Linked DNA regions of Anas platyrhynchos: region 1 is linked to region 2. Evidence: chromatin contacts called from public Hi-C data. All regions are on one chromosome and are shown on one strand. Each heading gives the region's core, a stretch centred on a gene start, on an enhancer-like site or on the middle of the called end of the contact. The rest is flanking DNA. Distances are from core to core; before and after follow the strand shown.

Evidence for each region. A called contact is a pair of places that touch in the nucleus more often than the background predicts.
Region 1: a contact with region 2 is called in a Hi-C map of liver, with 4 times the contacts expected there. The contact joins the promoter of ERLIN2 here to the promoter of NSD3 in region 2. A contact is called at or near these places in 2 of 8 Hi-C or Micro-C datasets (liver and skeletal muscle).

What each region holds. Positions count from the first base shown.
Region 1 is chr23:854,545-857,801 of IASCAAS_PekinDuck_T2T, reverse strand. ERLIN2 (ER lipid raft associated 2) reads left to right here and starts at 1,315. Exons shown (of 11, transcript XM_038166908.2): 1 at 1,315-1,497; 2 at 1,605-1,686; 3 at 1,815-1,861; 4 at 2,523-2,584; 5 at 3,051-3,176. The coding sequence starts at 1,391.
Region 2 is chr23:682,346-685,405 of IASCAAS_PekinDuck_T2T, reverse strand. It overlaps NSD3 (nuclear receptor binding SET domain protein 3), which reads right to left and starts at 1,578. Exons shown (of 23, transcript XM_038166846.2): 1 at 1,211-1,578. It overlaps LOC139999362 (a long non-coding RNA gene), which reads left to right and starts at 2,901. Exons shown (of 2, transcript XR_011804751.1): 1 at 2,901-3,060.

The DNA of each region.
Region 1 (3,257 bases), core at 66-2,565, 170 kb before region 2:
GAACACCCCACATTTAAAAATCTATTACTTTTCAATATTATATGAATGTATTTTGCTTCAGCTCAGAGCAATTTCCTAGTTTACCCTTATTAAACTGAGAGGGGGCTGAGCAGAGGCTCTTGATTTATGAAACACATACTAGATTCATTAAAACCTTTAAAGATTTAATACATTTTATCAGGGCCTTAAATCTGGGCAAGCATTTTTTAAAAAAATCTAATACAGGGTGTATTTCATCTCTGGCGCCCTTTTGCGCTTATTTAAGAGCTGTAAAATTTGGATTGACAAATATAGCAGATATTTCATTCCCTACTTCTAAACGGCGCTGAATCCTTCTGACAGGTTTGTTATATATAACCCTAGGAGATCTATCAACTGTAAAGATCAAATTATTTTACTTTATTGACATTTTATACGTCTCTCCTATGTTTTTTAAGTCCCCTTCAACAATTATAGATGCGGAAGATTTAATATATCTTTGCGTGCTCTGTCACTTTCCCCGTTATTGCCCCTCGGTCTGGCCTGGTCCAGATGGGGAACAGATTGCTGTGGGAGAGCCGAGCCCCGGCGGGGAGGCCATGGGGGGCTCGTCGGGGGGCACAGACCCTGCTGGGTGGCCTTGGGGCTGGCTGGGGGTTTGGTAATGCCTGGGGGGACAGTGTGGTGCTTCGTGTGTGCGAGCAAGAGGGCAGTTCATGGGAGAACCTCCTCTGAGGGGGTCTCTCTGGGCACAAGGCCCAAGTGGGGGCTTGGCAGTGCCATGGGGGGCAGCGTGGTGCTTTGTGCATGCAACCAAGAGGTCAATTCATGGGAGAAGCTCCTCTGAGGGGGTCTTTTGAGACGCAAGGCCCAGGTGGGGGCTCAACAGTGCCCAGGGGGGTCAGCGTGGTGCTTTGTGCATGCAAGCAAGAGCTCAGTTCATGGCAGAACCTCCTCTGAGAGGCCTCAGGACCCTGGTGGGGGCTCAGCAGTGCTCAGGGGGTCAGCGTGGTGCTTCATGTACATGAGGAAGAGCTCAGTTCATGGCAGAACCTCTTGTGAGGGGGTCTCTCTGGACACAAGACCCCGGTGGGGGCTCAGCAGTGCCCAGGGGCTCAGTGTGGTGCTTCATACACATGAGGAAGAGCTCAGTTCATAGAAGAACCTCCTGTGAGGGGCTCTCCCCGTCCTCAACACCCACCCAGGATGCTGCAGGTCCCGCTGTGCCCCCACATCTCCCCCTCCCCACTGAGCGGGGGCTGCGCGGAGACCCGGGCGGGTCTCGAACCCGCGGCCCTGGGATCTCCGGGCCCTGCGGCGCCCCCCGGCGGCTCCCCACGGGCGGCGGCGGGCGCCGGCTGATGACGCGCGGCGGGCGGGCAGCGGCAGCCGCGTCCCGCCGAGGCCGGGCATGGCCCAGCTGGGGGCCGCCGCCGCTCTGTGCCTCGGCTGCTTGGCCGCCGCCTTCCTCTCCGCCATCCACAAGATCGAGGAGGGCCACATCGGCGTCTATTACCGGTGAGGCGGCCGCTGCGGTCTCCCCCCGGGCCGGCTGAGCGAGGCCCGGCCCGGTGCGGGGCTGCCGCTGACGGCCGCGTTTCTCTCCCTGTCCCTTCTCTCCTCAGCGGCGGGGCGCTGCTCACCTCCACCAGCGGGCCCGGCTTCCACCTCATGCTGCCCTTCATCACGTCCTACAAGTCGGTGCAGGTGAGGCTGGGGGGGGGGGTTCAGGGGGACCAGGGGGGTTTGGGGGTGTTCGGGGGACCGGGCCCAGCCCCGTTTGCTGTGGGAGGCCTGGCTCCAGAGGGGGTTTTCTGAAGTATTTCTCTGTGCAGACCACGCTGCAGACGGATGAGGTGAAAAATGTGCCCTGCGGGACCAGGTGAGTCGCTTGGCTTCTGTCCCTGCGCTTCCCTGATTTTGCTGGGCTCTTTTAGGGCCTTTTCCCTATCCCCTTCCTCACCCCAATGTACTTTAAACACAAATTTGCTTTAAAATGCATGTCCTGCTCCTCAGGAGCTCCATCTCCCACCTCCAGCCCTACCCGACTCCCTGAGCTTCCACATTTGGCGTTAATGCAGGTGCCGCAGGACTTGGTACTCTAGTTCTCAGTGCAGTTACCTTCTGCCACAAACAGGCTGCACCTTCCACAATCATCTTTTTCGTACCAACTTATGGGCAAGAATTTAATATTAAAATTATATCCTTTCTGTAAGTAAGATACTCCTACTGTGCTTGCCTGAACTGGAGCACAGCAGGAAAGTGGATTGCTTGGTATTAAATAGGTCAGGGATCGGGGGGTTGTATTTCCATGGAGTTTCCTCTAAAAAGATGATTTTTCGAAGCCTGGCTCCTGCTCCTGGAGGCACCAGCAGCCTGTCCCAGGTCCCTGCCGTGGTGTCGCAGCGGTGCCTGCCGGAGGTGCGAGTGCTGCGCTCCCCCGCTAGAGGGGAGTGTGCCCCGCTCACACACCGGCGGCAGGGCAGAGCTCGTGGCCTCCAGCAAACTTCCCCCTTTCGTTTTCCTTCTGCTTCCTTCTGCAGCGGAGGAGTGATGATTTATTTTGACCGAATTGAGGTGGTGAATTTCCTGATCCAAAGTGCAGGTGAGCTCTTCCCCTGTGACCCCCGAGGATCCTGCTGATAAACTTCTAATTTGAATAACGAGGTGTGCAAGGGGCAGGGGAGACGGGGTGTCTGAGGGCAGAAGGCTGGAGTCTGACGCACAAAGAGAATGACCAGGGCAGGCTTTTTTTTTTTGTGTGTGTGTGTGCAGGACAGAGACTCGCAGATAATGCAGCGAGGGCTGCTGGTATAAAGGTGTCACTCTGCTTACAAGGCATGTGGCAGAATATTGATTGGGATGCGATGAAATACCAGCAATAATTAAAACTCCCCTGAATGAAGTGGGTGGTTGTGATGCAGCCTTCTCTTGTGGTGCTTTCCTCGTTTCAGTCTGGCTCTGTGTTTCTTGCTGCTGTGACTGAGCCAGGAGCCTTCCCCCGTGAGCTCCCAGCCCGTGGTGTCCCTCTGTCCCAGCTCTTAACGCCACTTCCATGTCTCCTTTTGCAGTCTATGACATAGTGAAGAACTACACCGCTGACTACGACAAAGCTCTCATCTTCAACAAGATTCACCATGAGCTGAACCAGTTCTGCAGTGTCCACACGCTGCAGGAGGTCTACATCGAGCTGTTCGGTGAGCTGCCTCTGCCTTTCACTCCCGGGTTGCTGGCTCCTTGAGCAATGTCTCTGTGAGCTCTCTGCCTGTTCTGCTGGT
Region 2 (3,060 bases), core at 329-2,828:
CTTTTTCTACAGCTGCATCAAAACCGGCTGGGGAGCCACCTCCCAGGGCACTACAGCCCCTACGCTTTGAGAAATAACTCAGCACGAGGCAGGAGTGCAGCGACCACCTGTAGGTACTGCTGCGTTGGGTGTTCACGGGCTGCTCTGTCTCGTTTTGTCCTGGATACCTGTACAAAACCCCGCAGTATTTCCACTTCCACACCCTAGGCCCGTGCCCAGTTTCCAGCTGGGCGCAGACTCGTCAGCACCTACAAATTGCACCTGTGGATTGGGACTGACTTCAGCTGGCCCGAGCAGCCTCCTCCAGCAGGCACCGCAGGTGAATCAGAGGCCTCCTGACAAACTTTGCTCACCGTTTAGAGCTCGCGGTGAGGCTGGGCACCTCCCTGGGCACCTTCCCACAGGTTCTGAGTGCCAGGAGAATCAGCCCCGTCTGCCAGAGGGCTCTGACACGGCCACTGTTACCGAGCTTCCCGCGGGGGAATGGAAGCAGCCACCTCACACAAACACTGTGCATTTAGAAACAGAAGGGGTAACAGGAGCGTGGGGCACTCGCTTGTTCTGAAGAGCCTCAGGACTCAAGCGAGGGACATGGAGGAAACCCTCTGGCTCTCTGGGGAGGCTCAGAGCCCGATATCCACACAACACCAGGAGTCAGAGCTTTGGCAGCACCGAGCGCTGTGTGAATCACAACCCGCTCACACGCACGGAGGCCGGGCTAACAGCCCCACGGCCCCACAGCCCCTGCACCCCCCCAATCCCCGGCAGCGCTGCGGGGCCAAAATCACCCAAAGGCTGCGAGCAAACACCACAGAGCCCCTGAGCCGCTCGTGCTGCGGCTGGGGCAGGCTCCGAGCAGCTCCCCGAGGCTCCCAGCCCCCCCAACAGCCCCGGGAGCCCCCAGGCCGCGGCTGAGCCTCCCCTCAGCGCCCCGCAGCCGCCTCCAGGCCGTGCCCCGAGCCTCGGGGGGGAACCGGGACCCAGGGAGCGGGACCCACGGACACGGCCAGGGACCCACGGACACGGCCCCAAGGCACCGGGGCACGGAGCGGCGCCGCGGGCAGGCTCCAGGCGCGGCCCAGCGGCCCCGAAGCCGCTCTCGGGGCCTGTCCGAGCCGTGCCGGGCCCGCCCCGGCCGCTCCGCTCCGTGCCCGCCGCGAACATGGCGCCGCCGCCCCCCGGTGCCCGCCCGCGCCGCCCCCGCCCTCACCTTCCGTCAGTTCCATTCTAACCGCCCCCGCCGAGCCCCGAGGAGACAAAGGCCGGCGGCGGGGGCGGCGGGGCCCGGCCCGGCCCGTCCCGTCCCGTCAGGCCGCCGCCGCCGCCGCCCGTTGCCCGCAGGCCGCAGCCCGGGCCTCGAGTTCCGCGCCCCCGCCGCCGCCGCCGCCGCTGCCGCCGGGCCCCGCCCCGGGAGGGCTGCGCGGCCGCGGGGAGGCGCCGGGCGGGCGGCGGGGTGAGGCGGGCGGGGGGTGAGGCGCTGCGCTGCGCTGCGGGGCCGCCCCGGGCCCGCCCCGCGCCGCTCCGAGCCCCCGGCCCCGGCCCCGGCCCCGCTCCCGCGCCGCCGCCTCCGCCCCCCGCCGCTCCCCCGCCGCTCTGAGCCGCGCCTGCGCGCGACGCCGCCTCCCATTGGCTGCGCCGGAGGGGGGCCCGCCGCGGGGCATGCTGGGGGATGTAGTTCTGGGGGAACTACAAGCTGGCCCCAAAGCCTTCCCCTACCCCTTCCCTTTTCTGTTCCTCTCCCTGCTGTGCATTTGTAGCCCCGAGTGCCCGCAGTTGCTGGGCTGCTGCTGATCTTCTCGTGGCTGCGGGGTGGGAGCACAGCTGCTGCTTCCCACTGACTCCTCCTGACAGCAATCCTCATCCTCCTCCATTTTTCTCCTCAGTTTTTCCCTGTTCAGCTTTCTCACACGCCACTTTTGCCTGTTCCCAAGTTTTTATGTGAAACGGCTGCTTGGTTGGGAAGCTGCCCCCAGAGCTAACACTGAATCCATGCCAGGGAGGCTTCACAGCAGCACCTTGACCCTCCTTAGCCTCCTAAGGAAAGAAATCCCATGGGAGCAGAACGGCCGTTAGCAGCACAAAGCACTCGGGCACCAAGCCGTACCGTTGCACAGCCCGCACTGACACCGCAGAAATGTTTTTGATCGTAAAAACCGATCTGGAGGAGCGGCGGGGAGTTTTTTTTTCCCAGAACTTAAGGGCTTGGAGACCAGCCCCGATGGGAAATGCAGCGAGAGACCTCTGGCGGCCGGCCTCGGGAGCTGCCTGCCTCGCTTCTCACCCGTTTCCCAATTCCTTGTTATTTATTTATTTATCTATCTATTTATTTATTTATTTATTAAGAGACCCGCCCAAACCCGCCTGTGCAAAAGGGCCTAATGGGGCAAACAGGGCCTGGATGGGGCCCAATGGGGTCAAACTGGGTCTGAATGGGGCTTAATGGGGCTAACAGGGTCTGAATGGGGCCTAACTGGGTTTGAACTGGGCCTAAACAGGGTCGGACGGGACCTGAATGGGGCTTAACGGGGCGAACGGGGTCTGGACGAGGCCTAACTGGGGCCTAGCGGGGCCCAACAAGGCCTCAATGGGGCCTAATGGGGCCTGAACTGGGCCTAACGGGGCTTAATGGAGCCTAATGGGGCCTAACAGGTCCTAATGGGGCTTAACGGGGCCTTACGGGCCCAATAGGGCCTAAACGGGACTTAATGGGGCCTTAACGGGGCCGAACGGGCCGCGCCGCCCCCTCCCGTCCCGCCCCGTCCCCGCCGCCGCTCCTCGCGCCGCCGCCACGCCCCGCCCCGTGACGTCACTCCCCCCCTCGCGCGTCCCCACCAATCACCTCCCTTCCCCACGGGGCACCTCGGGTTGCGCCCCGCCCCCTGTTCTCCCATTGGCTGTCCGCCGGCAGGGCCGCGGCTGCGCCTCCCGATTGGCTCCCGCCGAAGCGGCCGCGACGCATTGATGCGGGGGGGGGGGAACCATAGAGAGCCGCGCTTAGGCTAGAGCGGCCGGCGCAGGGCGTGATGGGACGGCGCTGGCGGACCGAGCCCGAGCCCGGTA